Linked DNA regions of Mus musculus: regions 1, 3 and 4 are each linked to region 2. The links are chromatin contacts, called in public ChIA-PET, Hi-C and promoter capture Hi-C maps. All regions are on one chromosome and are shown on one strand. The core of a region is the stretch at or near the end of the contact, and the rest is flanking DNA. Distances in the headings are between cores, read along the strand shown.

Region 1 (2,866 bases), core at 42-2,541, 370 kb before region 2:
CATGTCCTGTGACCTGCAGAGGTAGTGTATAGTCAAAAGAGAAGGTGCTGTCTACCTCAAGGGAAATAGCAAGTGAGGTTTCAGAAGGCCACATCTGGAGGCAGCTCTGAAGCTTTTAGAGAATATTCTGAAAGAAAGGTCATTCATAGCAACAGATACGATCCAGCTCTGTGTCCCAGAAATCTATTTATTATATGAAATTCCAGACATGGCCCAGAGGGCAACTTGGGCTGTTTAACAGGAATTGTTCAACAACAGCTGCCAAGTCCATTCCCATTCAGGAAGCCCTCTTACATCATCCTGTTTGATCTTCCCCATGACTGCAAAGCAGACTGGGGTGAAAGCAGGGGCTGCGTTGACTTATTCAAGGAGCAATGCTGAGAAGAGGAAAGGCTAAGATGCAACCTGAGGTTTTCAGCCTGTAAGGAAAGGGTCCGGCAGGCTTTTGGAGCCAGGCTGGTTTGCATATACCACCAAGTTTTACCATTAGATTAACACTGGTAGATTTGATTAAGAATGCTTTTATGCTGGGTCTCAGTTCTCTATGCTGTGAAGAAGAAATACTACTTGCCTCTGAGGCTGGTGACGAGTGTGAAGTCAGCCTCTAAGCCAAGTTCCCAAGACTGTACCTGAGCCAGAATGTTCAATTCTAGTAACCTCTGTCCACAAACTCATCACAAACACCTGGAACACTATTTGCACCCCCATACAACCCACAGACACTTCACACACTCGTTCCACAGCACTGAGCCTCCCCTTCCTGACCCCCTCACTAATTTCTTCCCCTAGTATGAACTTTAGGGCAAGCCAGTTTCATCGGCAAATTTAACAGCCCTGGAGAGCACCCTGCAAGAGATAGAGGAGCTTTGGTTCAACAGCAAATTATTTCCAAATTCCTCTTCTCTCACCATGTCTTTGAAACTATCCTCAAATATCCTACTGCCACAACCTTGTCTCCAGGTAGGTAAATGCCCAAACAGTGGGCTCTTCTTTCCCAGAAATGGGTATGTTTCCAGTTTAGAGCATGCTGTAATTGTTGGACAACCCCAACAGTCATTGTGCTGCTGACAAAGGACTGCCATCTCCAGGGACCCAGCAAAGAGACTAATCTGGAAGCTTCCTGGGCCACCAGCATGGATCATGCAGTGTGCAGGGTCCCCGCGGCAAGGCGTTCTGTGGCTGAGCCTAAAGGAAACAGAAGTGGTTGGTGTACACTCACGCGGAACTGTCTCCTTCCTACCACCCGCTGACATCAACCATCGTCTATCTCGCTACAATTTCTCTGCACTCAGATTAATCCCAGGCGATGAAAAATGAACCTCTCCCCCACCCTTGCAGCCACCCTTCGCCTCACGCCCCCAGAGAAGAGTTTCTCCATCCGGCAACTGGTGAAGGCTTTTTTCCAAGTCACATGATCCAGGATGCAGGGGAAAATCCTTCTTGGAACAGAGCTGGGTACAGAACCGAATCAGATGAGGAGAGATAAGGTGTGATGTGGGACAGACTATATAAAGCATGGAGCCAGGGCTGCAACAAGCAGGCAGCTGTGGGGCTCCTTCCCCTGACCCAGCCATGCAGGTGCAGCCCGGCTCGGTAGCCAGCCCCTGGAGAAGCACGAGGCCCTGGAGAAGCACAAGTCGCAGCTACTTCTACCTCAGCACCACCGCACTGGTGTGCCTTGTTGTGGCAGTGGCGATCATTCTGGTACTGGTAGTCCAGAAAAAGGTGAGTAAACATCTTTTTTCTGCTTTTCTTTCCTCATTTATAATGTGTGTCCTCTAGAGGAACAGCTCTGGGAAGCTAATGAATAGTTTAACTAGGAGCAAAAAAAAAAAAAAAAAAAAAAAAAAATTTAAAAAGTGAAAATAAGTAAAACTATGCATATATAGAGAGAGATTATATCAGAGAAAAGGGGAAAAACTAGAAATGAACTTTCTGCACTCAGTGGGAATTTTTTAAAAGAAATAGAACTGGACATGAGCTCAAAAATTTCCAGATGTACTGGAGCCAACAGAAGAGCTGCTGACCTTGAGAAGTTAAGATTGAAGCCCAGATGGGTCACAGCCTCACAGTATGGAGGGAGGAAGCATAGGGAGCCCTGATGGCGAGTGCGCATGTGGGTATCACCTCTGTAAGGCGCTCATCCTAATTCTAAGGTTATGTCCTCAATCCGTGCTCCCAGGACTTCTGAGGCCTCTCTTTTGCCGAGAGTCTGTTGTTGCTATTGTTTGTTTGTTTGTTGTGGTTGTTTTCTTGCTTGCTTGCTTGTTTTTAGTGAGGAGCTACTTTTTAAAGACTGTGATATTTGAGAGAGAGAGAGAGAGAGAGAGAGAGAGAGAGAGAGGGAGAGAGAGAGGGAGAGGGAGAGAGAGAGAGAGAGAGAGAGAGAGAGAGAGAGAGAGAGAGAGAGAGGCCAAGTCTTCCCAGAGCTCTGCTATTTCAATGTTAAAACCCACAAAAGAAATCGAAAGCTTCCTCACAAGCCACTGGCTTTGAAGAGTTCAGGGTGTTGAAAAGTAGCAGTGTTTTTGTCACCTGTACCCTCTGAGATGCACACATAATGTGCAGGGCCACACCATCTTGGGAAATTTCGTTTGTTTGAAATGGGGGTAGGGGGAGAAAGTCAAACCGTAGCTTAGAAAAGTATCCTTGAGAGAGAACTCTTACACACTGTCTGGAAAGGACTGCGTGGTCAGCTCACATGACTCACAGGCTTGGGGTGAGATCCAGGCATGGTGATTTGGATACTGTATGAATACCACTGGTGCAACACCCTGCCCAAGTGTGAACTCACCTAATTTATAATTCTTCCAAGTTGCCTTGGACCACAGACTCTGCAGCATACTAGTTGCTGAAAGCTAGGGCC
Region 2 (2,795 bases), core at 61-2,560:
AGACTATGACTCTTTGAGGTCAAAGATTTCAACTCTTTATCCTGGGTCTCCAGCATCAACCATATGCCGCTTGGTCAAGCAGCAGAACGGGTGCTTGGCAAATGTTGAATGAAGAATGACCAAGTGCACAGGTAAATAACTAGCCAGGGAACAAAACACCCTTCTGCAGCCAGCTCAAAGCCACTCCAGATAATCCTTCTCTTTTTCTATTTCTCCCATATCAGAGTCAGCCGTTTCATTCCTGTGACGGCAACCCAGGACAGTCTTAGGGGAAAAAAAACCAGCTTTTCACAGAACACCTCTGGAGAGGCAATTCAGGTTTAAAGAGATCCACATGGCATGTAGTGGTGACTAGGTCAAGCACTATAGATCTTCTTAGAACACTTCTTTGACTAGAAGCCGAGTTTTTCCTGTGATAGTGTTTAGGAGAGTGGGTATCAGATGACAGACTTTAGACTGTGTATTCTGACATCTTTCCATATAAAATATGTTTTTTTTAAAGACTGTATATAGAGTTGTCATGTAACCTTCACCCTGTTCCCTCAGTGTGGAAAAGATCACAAGCGGGACCTAACAGTTGGTACAAGTGACATTCCTACTCCAGACTTAGTTTTAAATGCATGTGTGTGTGTTTGCATACTTTACAGTTCTGATAACAGCTCCTTGCTTTCCCCCACTCCCCCCTCCCCCCCCCCCCCCCACTCCGGAGAGCACCAGAGGAAGGGGCCCAGGCTGATCTATCCCAGCACAGGACTTGGCTCCTGATGGCACCTGTGTGGCTTATATTCTTCTCATGTGCAGAGCAGGTGACCGATTATCGTCCACATACTCACTTAAACTTGCAGTCAGCACGTGTGCAAGCTGCAGGAACAACATTTTAAGGCAGAAAAGCAGAGCATGAAGCATCTATTATTTTAGAGGCCAAAAGTTGGCCATTTTCCCCAATTGTGAATTGGCAAACCGGCTAATTGCTCCAAAGCGACCCTGGAATCGAGCTGTGATCGCCGGAAAGCGCAGCTTTTAGGACCCCATCTTTCACCCCTGGGCTGAGGAAGTGGGAAGACTTCGCAGGGGCCCAGGGCTCCTCCTGCTTTCTTTCACCCCCACTTTCACCCCTTTCTTCCTTGGGGCCGGACTGTTTCACCCCGTCTCCAGGCAACAGCCAGGCGCGCCAGGCGGGACGTCATTTCCTGAAGAGCCCGCGGGGGGACGGGGCGGGGAGGGGGAGGGGCGAGGGGGCGGGGCCAAGTCCCGGCTGGCGACGGCGGCGGCGTCGGAACTCGCTGGAAGACTCAGCCCAGAGCTGCTCAACAGTTCGCAAAGTCCGGGCTCCCGGCCGCGTGGCTCCGTGTGCGCCCGGGCGGCGTTGGGGCGCGGGGGCCCGGGCTGCTGCATGGTGGGCGGCCCGGGACATGCCCCGCACCCCCCGCCGGACGCCCGCGTGGCTCCTCTGGCTGCGACTGCTCCGGACTCTGAGCCTAGATTGACCGGCGCCCTAACTTCTTTCTGACTTTGGGGTCCCCCAGCCCTAGAGGAACGGGCATCTCGGCTGGGGGAGCCCCGGACATGGTGTGACGGGGCGGGCGGCGTGGCTGCGCCCCCCACTGCGGCCACGCACGGTCCCCGCGCCTTCCGGCATGTAGCTGCTGTTCTCGCTCCCCCCGGCCTCCAGCCGCAGTCTCCACGACCTCCGGCCTCCAGGCGCCAACTCTTTGTCCCCCCAGGATCCCGCCGCGGTCCTCAGGATTGCAGCCGCCGTCTCTTCGTCCTCCGAATTCCAGTTTCACCTGCCTTCGCGCCCCTGGGACACCAGCCGCTGTCCCTGCCACCTCCCCAGGATCCAGCCAGCGCTCTAGCTCACCTGCACCTCCCCAACCCACCCTGCAGCCGTCGTCTCCGCTCTCCGGGCCAGTCTAGACTGCAGCCGGTGACTCCGCGTCTACCCCAAACCCAGACTCCAGCCGTGACCTCCGCGCCCCGGGGAATCCAGCTGTCGCGCCTCTGGCCGCAGGTGCAGCTGCCGCCCCGCGCCGCGCGCCCCGAGTGCGGCCGGGCCTCGGCGGGGAGATGAACGCACAGCTGGACGGCCTGTCGGTGAGCTCGTCCTCCACCGGCTCGCTGGGCTCGGCGGCGGCGGCGGCGGGCGGCGGCGGGGGCGCGGGGTTGCGGCTGCTGTCTGCCAACGTGCGCCAGCTGCACCAAGCGCTCACGGCGCTGCTGAGCGAGCCCGAGCGGGAGCAGTTCACTCACTGCCTCAACGCGTACCACGCGCGCCGCAACGTCTTCGACCTGGTGCGCACCCTGCGCGTCCTGCTGGACAGCCCGGTCAAGCGGCGTCTGCTGCCCATGCTGCGTCTGGTCATCCCGCGCTCCGACCAGCTGCTCTTCGACCAGTACACGGCCGAGGGCCTCTACCTGCCAGCCACCACCCCCTACAGGCAGCCCGCCTGGGCCGCTCCCGACGGCGCGGGGCCCGGGGAGGTGCGACTCGTGAGCCTGCGGCGCGCCAAGGCCCACGAGGGCTTGGGCTTCAGCATCCGCGGGGGCTCGGAACACGGCGTGGGCATCTACGTGTCTCTAGTGGAGCCGGGCTCCCTGGCAGAGAAGGAAGGGTTGCGGGTCGGGGACCAGATTCTGCGCGTCAACGATAAATCTCTAGCCCGGGTGACCCACGCGGAGGCTGTCAAGGTAGGGCTGTGGTTTATGGGAGCGTTAGAGGACAGTACAGGCAGTTTAGTGCTCCCTCTTCGGTTGCCTGTGCTGCTATCTTTTATACCAAATCGCCTGACCTTTCT
Region 3 (2,941 bases), core at 225-2,724, 430 kb before region 2:
TTAGTTCAGAGCTCCATTCTTATCTAATGCAAAAAAAAAAAAAGTATTCAGCTAGCAAAACAGGTTGTGGTGGTTTATGAATAACAAGCTGAGAGCACATGTGGCTGCAGGCACCAAATAACTGCCTGTGAAGCACCTTGAACCATCTGTGTCCATGGAAAGTGGCTCATTTTAAACCATGGGAAAAGGTCTATGGAGAACATTCATAGAGAAGTCACTGATCACTGTTTCCAGCGGCAGAGGGGGGAGACAATACCCAAACCATCCCTAGGAAAAGGTAAGAGTAGGGTAAGGTGGCTTCACCCAGAGGCAAGTTAGGCGGCAGTTAGAATATGAACAGAGTCTTAGGAAACTGAGTGAGAGAATAAGAAAATAAATGCAGTATTCATCAGTCCGTTACCTAGTAATCTAGGTAAATATAAAGCTTATCTATGGACCAGGCACATTGGTTAAAATATATAAATTGTTATCACAGAGAGAAGAGATCAAGGGCTTAGGGAAGAAATGTTATTTTAAAAATGAAAATAAAACAAAACTGGCTATTTGGACCATCCTGTTTGGAAATATATGAATAACACAACTATTTATCCATATAAAATATAAATACAAGTATAAACTTTCCAGGAGACTTTCAAGGATCAGACAGTAGGTTCTCAATAATAATTGTTTGCTATTCAGAAAGTCTGAAAAGCTGACTCAGGTGTCTTCAAAGTCCCAAGTACTAAATTCCCATTGGCCTCCCCTACATGAATACCCTCTCTTATCCTGTCTCCCCTCTACAAGCATCTCAGGTCACCCACACCCTAAATCGCTGGAAACCTAAAATGCTTTCCTGAAACCGATTCGCAGACCCTAGGGCAGAGTTACTTAGTGACTGAGTCATGCTGACCTAATGTATGGGATGTATAGCCATGGGGTCAGAGATGCAGAGGCCCATTGGAAACATGCAACCCTATAATTAGAACCAGGTTGTTTTCCTTCTGTGTGTGAGCATACATTTTCCCCCTACCTACCATGGACAATAATGAACCTCATTTGATTTGCCAATTAAATCAATACCAAGGATTATTGAGAGTTTCTATCTCTGATGCGCCAGATGTTTGCATCTATAGTGCTATCCAGCAGGCACAGAGGGGATGGAGTTATTGAAGTCCCAGAAATTACTATGAAGATAAGGAGTTTCTTCACTGAAAAAGTGAAAACAGAAACATCCTATTATGTCATTCCCAGCGTGCCTATTGCTGATGATGAGCTATTCCCTGACAGCTTGGTGGCAGAAGGTCAAGCCTGTGACTCTCTAGAATCTTAGGATCCTCAGAGGGTAGGAGACAGGAGTAGGATGATATAACAGAGGTGGTACCGGGTCTAGGCAGGGACAAACACTATCCTATAAGTATTAGCCCATACTCTCAAAGCACAAGTGATGTTCACTTTTATAGAGCTGAGTACATAGCACAGCAATGCAGGGAAGCTCCAGCCTCCAGCTGCTGTCCATGTAACCTGAGCAGGTCTTCCTACTCCACAGCGTTAGGAAAGGGATGAGTCACCAACACTGTTTTGAGGTCAAATAGATTTAAGTTTGAGCCCTAATCCTGACAGAAGTTAACTACAATCTTAAGGTTGATCCTCTTAGATGGTGTTTAGAATAGCCCAGAATGTAGTTCAAAGCAGAGACAGTACTGGCAGAGGAGAAGAACACTTCATAAAGAAAGAACATTGGCTGTGCGACAAAGAGGAGGACAACTCTGGGAATTGGGGTTTACTGAAGACTAAGAGGTCACCACATCCACCCAAAGCACTCAGACAAAATCTCTGGAGATGTGGTCAGAAAGCTCTTCCAAGACAAGACTCTTGTCTGCTTCCTTGTCTGCCCTATGCTGAACCAACCAAAACCAACAATAGCGAACAGATACTGAGAAACCCATTGCTACCACCATACCAAGTGCTCTCAGAGACCTGGACATGAATCAGTACCATGTATTCCCTCAGGATGGGTTACAGGAAAGTGAGGAGGGGAAGACTTTCAGGAGGCTATCTAAAAGAAAGAAGACAACTGGCCTCTATTCTAGATGAGTTTTGAGCAAAGAGCTCAGTCCTCAGGGAAAGAGGGCACTTCTGCCAGCCACACCTAGGAGGAAGGGGACAGATGCTTTGAATCTAGGGATCTGAAAGAAAGGTCAAAACCCAAGCCAAAATAAATCACTGAATCTAGGCATCTGTAGCAGGAAATAGCATCATTTAGGACAAGCCTTGGAATGACTATCCCCTACTGTCCTCCCTACTCTTTCTTCTGCTCAGGATACTCCTGAAAGTCCCTCCTTTAGTCTTGGAAATGTTAGGCATTAGGAAGTTCCACTGGAAATAAGTTTTCTTCTAAAAGGGAAATAGAGGCAGGTAGCCAAAAGAGAAGGGAAAAATAGGATGAAATGGAAAAGAAAAGAGAATATAAAGAAAATGAGCCTTCAACTATAGTTTGAGCAGACAGCAGTTAACCACCCAACCTGCTCTGATTAAATGCCTACAGTCTTACCACAAGTTGAGATCCTTGCAACTAGGAACAGTCCTGAGAGCGAGTTCTGGACAATGTTGAGTTGTAGGCAAAGCCCTGTGAGTCCCAGGGTCTCCTGCAAGAAGTAGAAAGGGTTTTCGTGGCTCAAAATTTGGGCCACTGTGCATCAAGTATTCATTAAGCCACATCAAAGACTGAGGGTGGGTTGCTGGGTCTGTACTGAAAGTCCTCAGGAGCCACAACTCAGGAGGGGAGGAAGAGGCTCCCAGCACTGCCCCCTGCTCCCCAGGGGACCAGGTACTTTCCTAAAGAGAATGCATCACTTGGTTCTTCCTGTGCTTTTACTGTAAACTCTTGGTTTATCACCTTGGAGGAAGGACAGAGTAGAGAGACAGAAGCTGGGACAGAGAAAGGCAGATGGTTTGAGTTAAG
Region 4 (3,043 bases), core at 39-2,538, 400 kb before region 2:
GTGCTTCCTATCATCTCCTGCCCTTCTCCCTCTATCACCTCTCCAATATACTTTTGTTTTAAATGTGTATACTATAGAACTGAAATCATATGTGTAATGTTTTCATACTGACTCAGATATAAATAATGTTTCCTCATTCTTAATGTCAAAATCCTGTGAATGGAACATTTTTGTAATGTTTAAAAATAAAATCCAAAACATAAACACCTACAGTTTCCTCCCTTGAATTTTCAATGTACAGTAAATTGTTGCTGGTGTGTGTGTGAGTGTGTGTGTGTGTGTGTGTGTGTGTGTGTGTGTGTGTGTGTGTGTAACTATCAGTAGGAAAAAAGGAAAACTATCAAAACAGTTCAAAATTAAACATGACATCAGCAGCTACTAAGTGTAATCTTTCTCCCTCTCCTTCTACCTCTTCCTCTCCCCTTCCCATTCCTCTCTTTCTCGATCCCTGTCTTTGTCTCTCTTTTTGTCTTTCTGTCTGTGTGTGTGTGTGTGTGTGTGTGTGTGTTCATGTGCATGTATGAAGATAACCTTCTTATCCACATTTAAAATGAGACAATGAGGATTTGAAGAGACCAAGTTACAAGCCAGTAAGAAATAAAGAAGAGAGATTCAAACATAGGACTCATGCTTTTTTTTTCTGACAGATGAAATTAAAGAGACTCTATTGAGAAAGGAAAGAAAACAGTACCCAGAATCAACGAATACCCTCTTCTCAGCGAGAGCTCAAGACTCCTTGCCAGGGTGTTATAATCGTGGTATAGAACAGGCATGTCCACATTTCCTATGATTCAGTCCTGCCACGCTACTGTTCTTCACAAAATTAGACCACACTTAAGAAGAGGAAACCATAACAGGCTTGCAATTTCTTTTTCATATAAAACACATGTGCAAGCCCATAGGATGACATAGATTTTTATCATAATTTCAAGTAACAGAAATGTTGAGTGTGCAAACCATGAATTATGAATTCCAGAAACAAAACTTTCTTTGCTGGTTCTAGAGGCTTCTCACATACTGTTTCACAACCTACACACTCCACGCCTCCACTCCCAAGGTGTCTGCTTCCTCTTCCTCCCCTAGCCTAAGCCACGAACCCAACGTTATGCCAAACAGTATGGAGGGCATGCAGAAAAGAGCCTGAGCCCAGAGCGCAGAGCCCTTCCCTGTCCAGGGCACGTTAGAAAAATGCAGACTCTGCTTCTTTGTGGTTCTCTCAGGCTGAGCTGTTGAGCAAGAATGAGGAGAAAAGCAGGCAGGATGTGAGCCCCAGTTTTGTTCTGAGAATTTCTGCTGGGCCACAGATTTCTCTGGCTTGAACCATAGCGGTGGGCAGGGTAGAAAGTGTAACTGTCGAAAGTGTAGCCAGCGCTGTTGGAGAAACCATCCAAGTGAAAGCAGGAAGGGCGTCAGCCTCAGCCAGGAAGACGACCTGGCCCAGGCTAGATCCTGGTGAATGAGCACATCAATAGTCTTCACCCACATCTTATTGGCTCTCTGTGGTAATTATACCATCGTTCTAGGGTAGGCACTTGCCTTAGTGAGTTTCCCCCAAAGCAAACCTCAAACCTCTGAGTCTCAAGCTGACAAAATTTTACAGTCTGTACATACTTGTAGTGACTATGGGGGCTTATGCAGACCTGACTTCTGGGATTCTGGGTCTGCCAGTTGACAGCTACATGAACTTGAGAAAGTAACTACACCTCTTCCTGGCATTCTCTCCTTCAAAATCCTTCCCATAAACCCAGTTTCCACTACATGTTTGCTAATCATTTTTAATTGGATGTTGCCTTATTGCCCCAAATAGAAAAATAAAACCCTACTTATCCCCTGTGCTCCCCAAGTCTTTTGTGAGCGTCTCTGTTTGTGCCCGGTGAACCAGCAATGACTGAGAAGCTTCTCTAAGTCTCCATACCGGACCCTGCCTTAGGTGATCTTAATTGTTCCTCCGCCAACGCTCTGCGCTCCAGTTCATACCATCGTATCCCACCACATGAGACTCCTCGAAAACAGCCTCCATACCACAGACACACAAAAAAGTTCTTTCTGACTCATTTTGGCCAAGACAAACTACACTGTCACCTACACCAACGATGAGACAACACGCGTGAACTTTTAAGAGAGGCGAACTCACTGTGCTCAGCCTGGTACCCTTCATCATCTGAGTTCAGCTTTCTCTTCAGCCATCTTCTCCCAGACCATCTCCTGTCAAACCATTTCTTTAATAAACACACAGTTGTGGCTTAACTGTAGGGCATCTGCCTACACGAATGAAGCCCTAGGTTCAATCCCCACCCACTCTCCCATTCACACCACATGAAGTTATAGCATGCTTTCTTGAGTTGGTATGAAGGGTACCGTGGGTGAACAGGTGGACACAGGGTTATTATAGGGAAAAGCAGACAGATTTTAGGGAAGGCAACTCATGTACATGAACTTCTAGTTAAATGTGACAGCTTAAACATGAGCACTTCCCTTCTTGTTCACCTGAGACATTAAATCCTGTGGGAAAAAATGTCTTAAAGCGAAAGTGAATGGTCATGTTTAATTAGATTATAGAAGATGGGATAAATCGATGTATGGAAAATGGTTGACAATAAAGAAGAGTTAATTTAAAGACCCCAGAGGAATATACTGAACAAATTACTCAACGTATCCAAGGTTCCCAGAGATCTGATGCCACAGAAGGAAGGAACAAGACATGAACATAGGAAAGCTGAAGCCCATAGCTATCTTCTGCCTTCAGATGCAGAAAGTCCAGCACCCACCCAGAAGGAGGAGGCAGAGGAATTAGAAACTCTAGAAGACACAGGTGACATATGCAAATGAAAATGACCATGCTGCTAAGGTGTCCCCAGGGATCTCAGAGCCATGAAGTAAGGATGGAGAAAGAATAGTTAAGATAGTGCACAAATACAATTGAAATGGCAATCAGTAGAAATGCTTCAAGTTACAAAAAAGCTGGAGGAAGCCTTGAAAATTCAGAGGAAATATTTAATCTGGAACCCATCACTTATCTGAACTATCTACAAATATCAGGGTA

Evidence for each region. Hi-C and Micro-C count contacts between places; a contact is called where the count stands out from the background. ChIA-PET counts read pairs in DNA pulled down with a chosen protein or histone mark. Capture Hi-C pulls out chosen DNA fragments and counts their contacts.
Region 1: a contact with region 2 is called in a promoter capture Hi-C map of liver. The contact joins the promoter of Tnfsf8 here to the promoter of Whrn in region 2. A contact is called at or near these places in 14 of 39 promoter capture datasets (the 3T3-L1 cell line, the C10 cell line, the HPC-7 cell line and 9 more), 1 of 15 datasets of contacts at CTCF or cohesin (the NIH/3T3 cell line), 6 of 484 Hi-C or Micro-C datasets (CD4 T cells, CD8 T cells, cumulus cells and 1 more), 11 of 115 datasets of contacts at active chromatin or transcription factors (astrocytes, bone marrow-derived macrophages, craniofacial prominence and 7 more) and 2 of 9 other capture datasets (adipose tissue and liver).
Region 3: a contact with region 2 is called in a Hi-C map of rod photoreceptor, with 2.5 times the contacts expected there. The contact joins the enhancer-like site here to the promoter of Whrn in region 2. A contact is called at or near these places in 10 of 39 promoter capture datasets (the 3T3-L1 cell line, 3T3-L1-derived adipocytes, the C10 cell line and 6 more), 1 of 15 datasets of contacts at CTCF or cohesin (the NIH/3T3 cell line), 6 of 484 Hi-C or Micro-C datasets (the AML12 cell line, B cells, embryonic fibroblasts and 2 more), 8 of 115 datasets of contacts at active chromatin or transcription factors (Th17 cells, craniofacial prominence, embryonic basal ganglia and 5 more) and 2 of 9 other capture datasets (adipose tissue and liver).
Region 4: an RNA polymerase II ChIA-PET map of memory CD8 T cells shows a contact between it and region 2, with 8 read pairs. The contact joins the enhancer-like site here to the promoter of Whrn in region 2. A contact is called at or near these places in 5 of 39 promoter capture datasets (the C10 cell line, liver, maxillary cranial neural crest and 2 more), 1 of 15 datasets of contacts at CTCF or cohesin (large pre-B cells), 4 of 115 datasets of contacts at active chromatin or transcription factors (DN3 thymocytes, craniofacial prominence, memory CD8 T cells and 1 more) and 2 of 9 other capture datasets (adipose tissue and liver).

The regions. Positions count from the first base shown.
Region 1 is chr4:63,859,709-63,862,574 of GRCm38.p6, reverse strand. It overlaps Tnfsf8 (tumor necrosis factor (ligand) superfamily, member 8), which reads left to right and starts at 1,291. Exons shown (of 4, transcript NM_009403.3): 1 at 1,291-1,725. The coding sequence starts at 1,516.
Region 2 is chr4:63,494,506-63,497,300 of GRCm38.p6, reverse strand. Whrn (whirlin) reads left to right here and starts at 1,310. Exons shown (of 12, transcript NM_028640.2): 1 at 1,310-2,688. The coding sequence starts at 2,068.
Region 3 is chr4:63,928,249-63,931,189 of GRCm38.p6, reverse strand. No RefSeq gene overlaps it. Among named protein-coding and RNA genes, the nearest start is that of 8030451A03Rik, 55 kb to the left of the region's middle. Within about 2 kb of position 1,474, at least 11 of the 459 cell types and tissues checked have an H3K27ac peak or open chromatin away from gene starts, as enhancers often do. A contact at or near this core is called in Th17 cells and rod photoreceptor, where this site is marked.
Region 4 is chr4:63,897,491-63,900,533 of GRCm38.p6, reverse strand. No RefSeq gene overlaps it. Among named protein-coding and RNA genes, the nearest start is that of Tnfsf8, 38 kb to the right of the region's middle. Within about 2 kb of position 1,288, at least 52 of the 459 cell types and tissues checked have an H3K27ac peak or open chromatin away from gene starts, as enhancers often do. A contact at or near this core is called in memory CD8 T cells, where this site is marked.